Linked DNA regions of Mus musculus: regions 1 and 3 are each linked to region 2. Evidence: chromatin contacts called from public promoter capture Hi-C data. All regions are on one chromosome and are shown on one strand. The core of a region is the stretch at or near the end of the contact, and the rest is flanking DNA. Distances in the headings are between cores, read along the strand shown. Region 1 holds the start of Zfp40 (zinc finger protein 40). Region 2 holds the start of Zfp947 (zinc finger protein 947). Region 3 holds the start of Vmn1r233 (vomeronasal 1 receptor 233).

The links. Promoter capture Hi-C pulls out the DNA fragments that hold promoters and counts their contacts.
Region 1: a contact with region 2 is called in a promoter capture Hi-C map of hippocampal neurons, with 7 times the contacts expected there. The contact joins the promoter of Zfp40 here to the promoter of Zfp947 in region 2. A contact is called at or near these places in 3 of 39 promoter capture datasets (embryonic stem cells, hippocampal neurons and liver) and 1 of 9 other capture datasets (adipose tissue).
Region 3: a contact with region 2 is called in a promoter capture Hi-C map of hippocampal neurons, with 3 times the contacts expected there. The contact joins the promoter of Vmn1r233 here to the promoter of Zfp947 in region 2.

What each region holds. Positions count from the first base shown.
Region 1 is chr17:23,191,801-23,195,250 of GRCm38.p6, reverse strand. It overlaps Zfp40 (zinc finger protein 40), which reads left to right and starts at 2,023. Exons shown (of 6, transcript NM_009555.2): 1 at 2,023-2,176; 2 at 3,449-3,450.
Region 2 is chr17:22,164,020-22,167,424 of GRCm38.p6, reverse strand. Zfp947 (zinc finger protein 947) reads left to right here and starts at 1,448. Exons shown (of 5, transcript NM_177596.3): 1 at 1,448-1,606.
Region 3 is chr17:20,992,940-20,996,703 of GRCm38.p6, reverse strand. Vmn1r233 (vomeronasal 1 receptor 233) reads left to right here and starts at 2,018. Exons shown (of 1, transcript NM_134202.1): 1 at 2,018-2,977. The coding sequence starts at 2,018. The coding sequence ends at 2,977.

The DNA of each region.
Region 1 (3,450 bases), core at 774-3,273, 1.0 Mb before region 2:
TAAATAAATAAGTGGATATTTAAGCAACATCAACAGTGAAGCAGTAGTAAATGTACACCCTCTGGGGGGGGGGGAGTGGAACACCAAGAAACAGATTGATTCATCAAAGAATTCTGTCAAAACTCCAGAGAATAACTGATTCTGAAGCTACTTATAATATTCCTTCAGTTAAAAGGGAAACAAGATGTCTAGACTCTTTATGAAGCTAGTGTTACATAGCATAGAAAATGAAGACTCAAAATGAAAGTACAGATTGATGTGATATCTACGATGACGATGATGGTGATGTCCCTTTCACATGATATATTTCACTTAGTGCACCCTCTCATTCTGAACTTCATTTCAATCCTAGATCATTCTTCTAACAATTCTCTCTCTCTCTCTCTCTCTCTCTCTCTCTCTCTCTCTCTGTCTCTCTCCCTCCCTCCCTCCCTCCCTCCCTCCTTCCTTCCCCCTGTTGAGAATTAGCAAAACGGCAAAGTCACCATCATGTGGAGAAAGCCGTAGTGTGCAATATGATATGAATTCAGTTCTAGTTTGTTAGTTGGGCTAACTGACCATCAACTTCCTGAGACATCTATTTCCTTTCAAAATCCCGAGTTCTTCAAATGTCTTCCCCCAAGTTAAAATTTTAGATGTTTGGCTGGTAATAGTGAAGGTCTGTGAGAGAAGGATGCAGATGGCTTTTCAGTGTCACTCCAATTTGCATAGTTATGAAAATAATTACCCAGCTTCCCAGTAAAGCTCTCCAGATTGAGTTGTTAATGTCTAAAATTTAAATTATTTCATATAAGTGTTGGATGCACAGTTTAAATTTCACTTCTGCCTTTAAACAGTGCTACTTGTGTATTTTCTTTTAATTCATCATTTCCTTTGACTGAGACATCCCGCTCCCGTACTTTGTCTTCAAGCCTGATATTCTGTCTCCTACCTGTTCTGAGTTATTATTAGACATTGCAGTTTTGATTTCTTGCTTCACTTCAGTTTGGACTTTTTCGATGTTTCTAGCTACTTATTGAATTCAATCTTCATATCTTAAGTCGTCCTCATTTCCATCAGCATTTGCTATCTGCCCCCTCCCCCCAACAAATCATTTTGTTCCTGTCTTTTTTTAGTTCATTTACATGCTCAACCTGCTTTGTTCTCCTTGAATTTGACTCTTGGTTTTTGAGCTATGTATCTTTAAGATACCACTTACAGTGTTTTCCTTAAAGGACACAGCTATAGTTTTTTTTTGTTTTGTTTTGTTTTGTTTTGGGTTTTTTGTTTGTTTGTTTGTTTGTTTGTTTGTCTGTTTTAGGTCAAGGGCATTTTAACCTTAGGTTTACTATAATGTTGGGAGCGGAACAAAAGTCAGAATTTAGGGTGTCGGCTGATTCCTTTTTGCTGTAGTCCAGAAGGCTAGTATCTCAAGATGAAAAGTTAGGCAGAATAACTTCTATCTGAAGACTTCAGAAGCCACGGTCTGGGTCAGACCTGGGTGCAGCGGACTAGATCCAGTTCTGGTCTAGCTGTCAGCAAGCCTGGTAGGTGGGTGGGTGGGACTGTGCTGAGCGTGTGCAGCGCAGCCTGACAGCTAGAGCTGTGTGACAGGCTGTCCAATACTGACTAGGAGGGACCTGCCTCCGCGGAGCGGGGATACTCGCCTGATCAGAAGGCGAGGAAGTTTTTAAAAACGAAAACAATCGGATAGACTTGGAAAAAAAGAAAGAAAGAAAGAAAGAAAGAAAGAAAGAAAGAAAGAAAGAAAGAAAGAAAGAAAGAAAGAAAGAAAGAAAGAAAGAAAGAAAGAAAGAAAGAAAGAAAGAAAGAAAGAAAGAAAGAAAGAAAGAAAGAAAGAAAGAAAGAAAGAAAGAAAGAGAAGAGCTTGGGAGGGGTGGGCTTACAAAAAAAAAAAAAAAAAAAAAAAAAACCCTCACGTAACCGGAACCAGCGTGTGGTGGGCGGAGCTAGGGCGGTGCTCCAAGGAGCCTGCACAGAGTGACAGAAAAATTCACCATTCACTGAGGGACCGGGGAAGCTGCGAGGTCCGGAATCCGGGGTGGAGGACACGGGCTTCTCTAGGAGGGCGTGAAAATTCCAGGCATCCACAGGTGCCGCGAGAGGAGTCCTGAGAAAGTCATTAGTCAACAGCGCTGTAGCTTGAGCCTCAGCCCGGCAGCCATAGAACGCCCAGGTCAGAGGAGCCGCGGGGCTGGGAAACGGGCGGGAGCAAGGGTGGAGGCTGCTCAAAGGAAGCCGCTCTCACAATTCTGTAGTAGATAATCTTTTAACCATGGATAGCCTACCATTGTCGGGAAGATTGAAATCATATGAACAGGGGTTTATCGTCATTTTTGCATTTATCTTATGCTGGCCAGAATATTTTCATAAAATAATCTGCTAGAGCATTTGCATCATCTGTTGTCTGCAAGCAGGCTTCTCATTGCTTTGTAATAGTTACAAAGCTGCTGGAATTTAAATTCATGCATGCTTTTTTCTAACTTCTGTGTTCTACTACTTGCCTATTTCAGAGATTGTCCTTTGCCCCTGGGACTAAGCACAGCAGAAAGCTTTGTAGATACTAGTCGCATGAAGAACCAGTGCAGATTTGATAGAATCAGAATATACACTGTGACAGAGCAAAACAGTGTAGCGGTTCCTCCATCTTGTTGTATTCCTGCTGAGACCGTTTCCAGGGTTAACTAAAAAATTATTTTCTTGATGGAGAATCCCATGAAAAAAACGACCCAACTCTATTCTAGGTCAGGATGTCCTAGCTAACCTACCATACTTAGCCATTGATTAAAGTTTTTGAGTAACCTCTTCCAGTCAACCTTAGATCCTAGCTGCTGGTGTGCTGGAACCTCCCATCAGGATGGCTAACCTCCTATTTTAGCTACTGTTAAAAACTGCTTGCTTCAAACTACTTACTCTGCAGAATGGCCCCAGCAGCTGCTATGCAAGATGCCTGGATGAGGTCCCTGCCCTTAAAACCCCTATGTTTTGGACATTCACAGAAACACTTAGGTCCCTGAACACTTGGGTGTGGTCTCAACCGGCTGGAATAAAGACTTTGAGTGGGCTATAAACTGTTTGAGTGGTCATCTCTGGCCAGCTACCCATAGCAGTACTTTATTAAATGCCAAAGTTACTGCTGTAAACATTAATGTTTACTAAGCAAATTTTACTCCCTGTTAATTTTCTGTCTTGAGATGTAAGCACTCTATAAATACAGTATTTGGAGTGTAAATACACAATTCAGAAATGTGTAATCATGATTTTATAGTCAGCAAACTCAGTTTAGATTAAAACTAAAATTAGAAAGCATCGTTTCAATAATTGTATTCGCTCACTGGAATCAGAGTAATGAATGACTCCTTGTTTCACAAAAAGCACTCTGCCCTTGCACATGTGGCCAAACTGTTGTCTGCTTTTTGTCACTGTTTGTTTTACTTTTTTATTTAAGGA
Region 2 (3,405 bases), core at 199-2,698:
GTGTAAGACTTCTATGATAAAAGATTCAAGTTTTTTTTTAAGAAAGAAATTGAAGAATATACTAGAATGTGGAAAGATCTCCCATGCTTGTTGATGAGGAGGATTCACATAGTAAAACTGGCCATCCTACCAAAAGAAATCTATATATTCAATGCATTCCTTACCCAAATACCAGGTTCTGTGTTATAGACCAGAGTGATAAAATGATGTGTCAGACACAAATGCCCTTTCCCTTGAGAATTCAAGTATTATTACGTCCATTTTCCTTACCGTTCTAACCCTGACCATGAATCCTGTCTGCATGGAATTTTAAGTACTATAAACTCACATCAGAAGGCATTTTATTTTTCCTGGCTATCAAAATTCTGTTGTAGTATCACTATATTTTTTCTTACATGAACTGGGGCTGATGCTGATGTTTTCATTCATGTTATGATTGTCAGACTATTTATAGGAAAATATTTGTGCAAACTATTTGCATTATCTATTTTCTTTGCTATTGTGGCCATTTCAAATCTCTTGGAGTTTAACTTTATCAGTGCTTTCCAACTGCCCTGTTGTACAGCTTTTGTTTCTACAGAGTGACCTTTGTCCCTGGAGCTCCCCAGAGAGCTTGCAGAGCACCCTCCCATCATTCTCTGTCCCATCCGTTTTTATCCACATTTTCATCTCAGTGGTCCCTCTTATACTTCATGTATGCTTTGATACATGCTTTGGAAGGAAGCCAAACTTTGTGAGTCATTTTTAGTATTGTGTGTTGGGGTGCAACATAAGAAATTGGAATTTATCTCTTAAACTCTTGTCTCCCTTGCCTCTACCTCCCTAGTGCCTCCCCCTGCCCTCCATTCCTTTCCACCCTCTCTCCAGGAGGGCATGGCCAGCCTCCACTTACCTACTCTCTCCTTCTGTCTTTCTCTGCCTCTACTACTCTCTTAACTCCCATCCCCATGCCTTAAATAAACTCTTTTGTATACTTGAAAGAAAGAAAGAAAGAAAGAAAGAAAGAAAGAAAGAAAGAAAGGAATTTAGGGTCTTGGTTATATTTTGCTGTGCGATTGTAGCCGAGGAGGCTAGTGTCCCAAGCTAAGAAGTTAGGCTGCCTGTTTATTATCTGAGGGTTTCAGAACTCACTCTCAGATGTCAGAGTGCAGCATCATTCAGAACCAGTTTTTCCTAGTCTGTCAGCAAGCAGCAGGGAGGTTGTGCAGAGCAGGTCCACAGGTGGAGCTGTGTGGCAGGAAGCTGATGACTGAGCGGGAGGGAATGGAACCCCCAGGGCAGGGATAAAGGCAAGAGCAGGACCTTGACCAGAACAGGAAAAAAGCAGTAGTAATTAAGGAGGGGAAAGCTCTTGCTCTCAAACTATTTTGGGAAACCACGTGACCATAACCACGGTTTATTGGGCGGGTCTAGGAGAGCAGCTCCTAAGATCCAGTCCTGGGTGACAGGAACTTCCACCGATTGTCTTTCTACCTTCCGGTTTCTGCATTCTAGCTCTCTCTGGACCCGGAAAAGTCTCCTCCGAAGCATTTTCTTGGCTGCGGACCTGGGAGAGTCAGCAGTTCAGCTGCCAGCACTGCAGCTCGGCGGCCCCGGAAGGTCCCAGGTCAGAGGAGCTGCGGGGCTGGGAAACGGGAGGGAGCAGAGCAGGGGGGAGTTTTCCGCAGCTGCTCTTAAGGACGCCACTCTCACAGTTCTGTTGTAGATGTCTCACCACTGATTAGAAGTTTGAGATCCTGTGACCTGGGATTTATCGTGATTCTTTAAAAATGTATTTTACAATTACTGGAATATTCAGTCATAAAATCACTGGTAAACCAGAACACCCTCCCCGCCCCAACCTAAGCTCCCTGGGACAAAACCACCAACCAAAGAGTAGACATGCAGGGACCCATGGCTCCAGCTGCACACTTAGCAGGAAATGGCCTTATTGGTCATCACTGGGAGGGGAGCCCCTTGGTCCTGTGCAGGCTCAATGACCCAGGGTAGGGGAATGCTAGGGCGCTGAGGTAGAAGTGGGTGGGTAGGTGGGGGAGCACACTCATAGAGGCAGGGGGAGGGGATAGTGGGTTTGTGGAAAGGGGATAACATTTGAAATGTAAAAAAAATAACCAATAAAAACATGAAGAAAAAAAAAACCTTGTAAAAGAGCGGTTGCATTATCTATTTCCTAATGAGCCAATTACAAAGATAGTGGAAAGTAAATTTGTTCTTGCTTTCTTGCCTTGTTTTACTAATTGCTTATTCAAGAGAATGCCTTTGGCCCGGTTAATAGGCATCCCCAGAGAGCTTTGTATATAATATTATATGAGGAATAGTGCAGATTTATTGAACCAAAAATTATACTTTATCGAGCCCTACTGTTATGGGTGTAAACACTAATATTTACTAAGCAAACTTTTTAGTGGCCATGAACTTTTTAATCAGAATTGTATGCAGTTTAGGATGTAAGTAAAACATTCAGAAATATGTCTTCATATGCTGAGTTCTTATGTTACTCCTTGGGTCCAAGCAAGCCCAATATTGCAGATCTTAGACCAGACTATTGATTAAAAATAAAGTTTTAGAAAACATCTTTTTACTGAAGGGGTCTGCAACCCTATAGGTAGAACAACAATATGAACTAACCAGTACCCACAGAGCTCATATCTCTAGCTGCATATGTAGCAGAAGATGGCCTAGTCGGCCATCACTGGGAAGAGAGGCCTCTTGGTATTGCAAACTTTATATGCCCCAATACAGGGGAATGCCAGGGCCAAGAAGCCGGAATGGGTGGGTAGGGGAGCAGGGCAGAGGGAGGGTATAGGGAACTTTCGGGATATCATTTGAAATGTAGATAAAGAAAATATCTAATAAGAAAGAAAGAAAGAAAGAAAGAAAGAAAGAAAGAAAGAAAGAAAGAAAGAAAGAAAACAAGAACTGGATTTTTCATAAGAAAAGGGAATTCATTAGCTCAGATTTGGGGAGAAAAATGTTAAAACAGCATGGCACTATAATGTGCACTGTTATAATATGCACTCTAGCAAATGGCACCATTGCAAGGGTCATGTGAATTAAAGAGAGCTCATGTGAAAAGACAGAACTCTAAGGATGGGGATATCACAATCAGATACTCAGAAAGCTAGCACAGGCTACAATGAGAGCTGCATAGTTCTTTCTAATGGCCACTGATCAATGATATGTCATTAATTCTATGTCTTCAAAGTCTCAAGTCTCTTCGGGATGCATTTTCTAATACTTACTGAGTTTTTCAATTCATCCTCATTTCATCTTGAATTCCCTTCAATATTACTATCTTTTTAGTGAATTTACTTTCAAGCTTCTTTGTTATTTAATTGAGCTGTTTATCTTCTCTCAGGCTTCATTCATATCTAGTCTTAATACTGTGACCCTTTACTACTGTTC
Region 3 (3,764 bases), core at 769-3,268, 1.2 Mb after region 2:
TCAATTGTAGACCTCAAACAGTCCACATTATTTATCCAAGTTTAAAGGTGATATTTGGTGACCTCTGGAGAACTGAGAAAGTAGCAACCCCTCTGAAATCTACAATATTCTCTTAAGAACTGACAGCTGGAACTTGTAATTGTACTTTGCTAATAGTCACTAGGGGAGGAAACTTCAGAGCAACATCTTTACCTGCTCAACCCTACATGCAATGTCCATTGCTACTGCATGTGAAATAATAATTGCAGGCCTGAAGGGAAGGAAGTCACAGAATCATAAATATATATCTGAGACAAAGGGTGCTTCTTTCCATATGACCTTTCTGGGGCCATCATGCTGAGATCAGCATCCTAAAAAGAAAGAGTGAAGAGAGTGTAATAGACTGCAATTTGAAAGCAGAGGAAAAAAAGGTAAAATGTGTGAGTATTGGTAGGTGATCATAGGAGAGATTAGGACATTGGACTCGATGTGGATTTTAGCAAGGCCACAGAAGACACACAGAAACTCCTAAAGAATGGATCAAGGAGAAATGAAATCTGGGTTGATAGAAACACTGCATTCCAATTCTAATTTATCCCTTTCTTTACTGTTAGTAATTTCTAACTTCTGTACTATTGGAAGGGAATTCTAGTGCTTATGGGGGTCACATAATGTTTCTTTAAAAGGAAACAGAGTTTCACTCATGAGGAAGTTTCACAAGGGCCCCTGATAAAAGAAGCACTTTATGTTTGGTGACACTGTTTGGGCTTGTGGGAAATTTATATCGATGAGGTTTAGCTTTATTGAGCTCTTCTACACAGTGGGGATTGTAGACAATGATGGACTTGATCATAAGCTCTTAATGGATGATTCATTAGTACATTGTTTGTGTCACAGATTGTAAAATTGTACACTGATTTATACAAAGTTTTCCATGAAATATTTGGAAATAACTTTCATAAATAAAATCAGATGTAGAAGTTCTCAAAGCAACAAATTGACAGTAGTAATAACTTGTGCTTTTATCTAATAAACATAACATATATTCAGAACTTCTAGGCTTACAACTATTATAATGTTATGCTTGTAATAAGGAGTAAAATGTGCTTCATAAAGCAATGAAGTCTTGACTGGAATTTCTTATAAATACAGATCTCATTTGACCAAAACTTGGTTGAGGAAGTTCCAGATTGAGGAAGCAACTAATGGAAACAAAATTCTCACAAACTTGAAAATACACAAATTGATTAGAATGCCAGGAATTTTTTCTTAGGGCATTAGAAGGGGTATTTAAATGAAGTTATTTATAAATATAATTTCTTCCTGCCTTCAACCATTAGGACTAAATTGTTTGTTCACATGTTAGAAAACATTCTCAAGGAAACTAAATATGGGAAGACTGACCACAAAATTGGGTTCTTTGGAATATCCTTTCCTCTCTCTCCTACATTTTGCTCTGAACTTAAATATTCTAATCAGTGCTATCTATTATTATAGGAATCACATCTCCACCAGTGTGACTGTTTGAAGCTGTCATGTATCACATTGCACGTTGTAAATATACCCTTAATTTACAAAACTCAATATTTATTTCATTAGTTAGAAAACCCCATTATTTGGGTATCAATAAAGAGATTATCTGGGATATTTACTGATTTGGTTGGCATCTAACCATATTTTGTATGGGTTTATGCTTATTTTCCAAAGTTACATGTATGCCATTTGATTATTGTCCAACTGCTTCAATGATTGTTTCAATTGATATGTTTCAGATATTAGATGAACATGCATAGATATTTTATGCCTGTAGTGTTAAGGGGACATTTGCACTTTTTCATATATTCAAGAGAGTATGTATATACAAATATTTGAGTGCTTTTGTCACATTTAGTAGCTTTCATTTGTACAATTGATGTCAAATTTGAAGATGCCCTACAGGTTAAATATGTCTTATGAACTCATTTAGGATAAAGAATGTTGTGTATTCTGTGATACACTACAGGTGTCCACAGCCTTATCTTTTGGCTTAGTATCCTCAATGAGAGGAGGAACTGACTGCATGGATGCCAGTGAACTGTCTGTAGGAGTGATCATCTTGTTTCAGACTATGATTGGTGTTTTGGCTAATTCTTCTCTCCTCTACCACTATATGTTTCTTTACTTAACAAGGGACAGGTTGAGGTCTATAGACTGGATTCTGGTGCACTTAATTGCAGCCAACATCTTAACAGTACTGTTCAAAGGCATACCCCAGACAATAGCAGCTTTTGGCTTGAAAGACTTTCTCAATGATATTGGATGCAAATTGATTTTCTCCTTTCGCAGAATAGGTAGAGGTGTTTGTATTGGCAGCACTTCTTTCCTCAGTGTCTACCAGGCCATCATGATCAGTCCCAGCGACTCCAGACATTCAGAGCTTAAATTAAAAATGCACAAATGCATTGGTTATTCTGTGTACCTGAACTGGGTAATTCATTTCATTATAAGCAGTGTTAATCTTGTGCATATGAGGGCAAAATATAGCAATGAAAGCACAACAAACCTAAAATCTTTTATATACTGCTATGCTGTGCGTCATGATCCAACCAGTGACATCCTGTATGCAGCATTAGTGTCAAGTCCTGATATACTTTTGCTAGGACTCATGCTATATGCCAGTGGCTTCATGGTTCTAACCCTGTATAGGCACAAGCAAAGGATGCAACAAATGCCCAGGATGAATGTTTCTTCCAAATCCACCCCTGCATCCAGAGCCACTAAAACCATCCTCCTACTCGTTAGCATATTTGTCTCCTGTTACACAATCTCTACTATATGTCAACTCTTAGCAACTCTCATGCATAATCCCAGCTGGTCTCTGGCAAATGTAGCTGCAATGTCCTCTTTGGTTTTCCCCACTGTTTGTCCCTTTCTCCTCATGAGTCATGACTCTCGGGCATCCAGCTTCTGCCTGCCCTTGAAAAGGAATATTTCCCCAAAGCCTCTAGCCAAGAGCTAACCTGAAAGCTTCTGGTCACTTCTAACATGGTTATTGAATTATTCTGAAAGAATTGTATGCATAGTAATAGTCATGACAAGTGACTGTGGAGTCTTTGCATGAAAGGATGCATATCCCTGTGATGCAAATGAGTGTGTTCACTAAAATATGTGTGTGTTTGTATATGTATGTATATTGTGAAATTATGTGTGTCATTTTGTACACAAGCTAGTAAAATGATATATCTAAATTATTTTCATTATACAGCATGCTATATATTTGCATGATCATGTGACATAGTTAAAATATAAACATTAGTGAAAATTAGGTAAACTTGCAAACTTTAGGTCTCAGGTAAAAGTAATTAAATAAAAAACACTAAATCCCTTTGTCTTGTGCTTTCTGAATTTGGGATGTTTTACCATGAAGTAAATACTATACCTGTTTGATGGGAGTCAATGTTTATATCTTTTTTTTTTTTTTTTTGGTTTTTGGAGACAGAGTTTCTCTGTGTAGTCCTGGAACTCACTTTGTAGACCAGGCTGGCCTCGAACTCAGAAATCCGCCTGCCTCTGCCTCCCGGGTGCTGGGATTAAAGGTATGCGCCACCACCGCCCGGCTGTTTATATCTTATATATTTCTTTGTTCTGCTGCATTCTATTCTGCAACCTGTTATTTTAAAATAGAAGGCACAGTTATGCCATGCAATTACTGTTACCCTTGTGAGTATATGACAGTGTTATGTTATTTCCCTAATCATACCCACAGTTTGAATTCAGACATATATATATATATATATATATATATA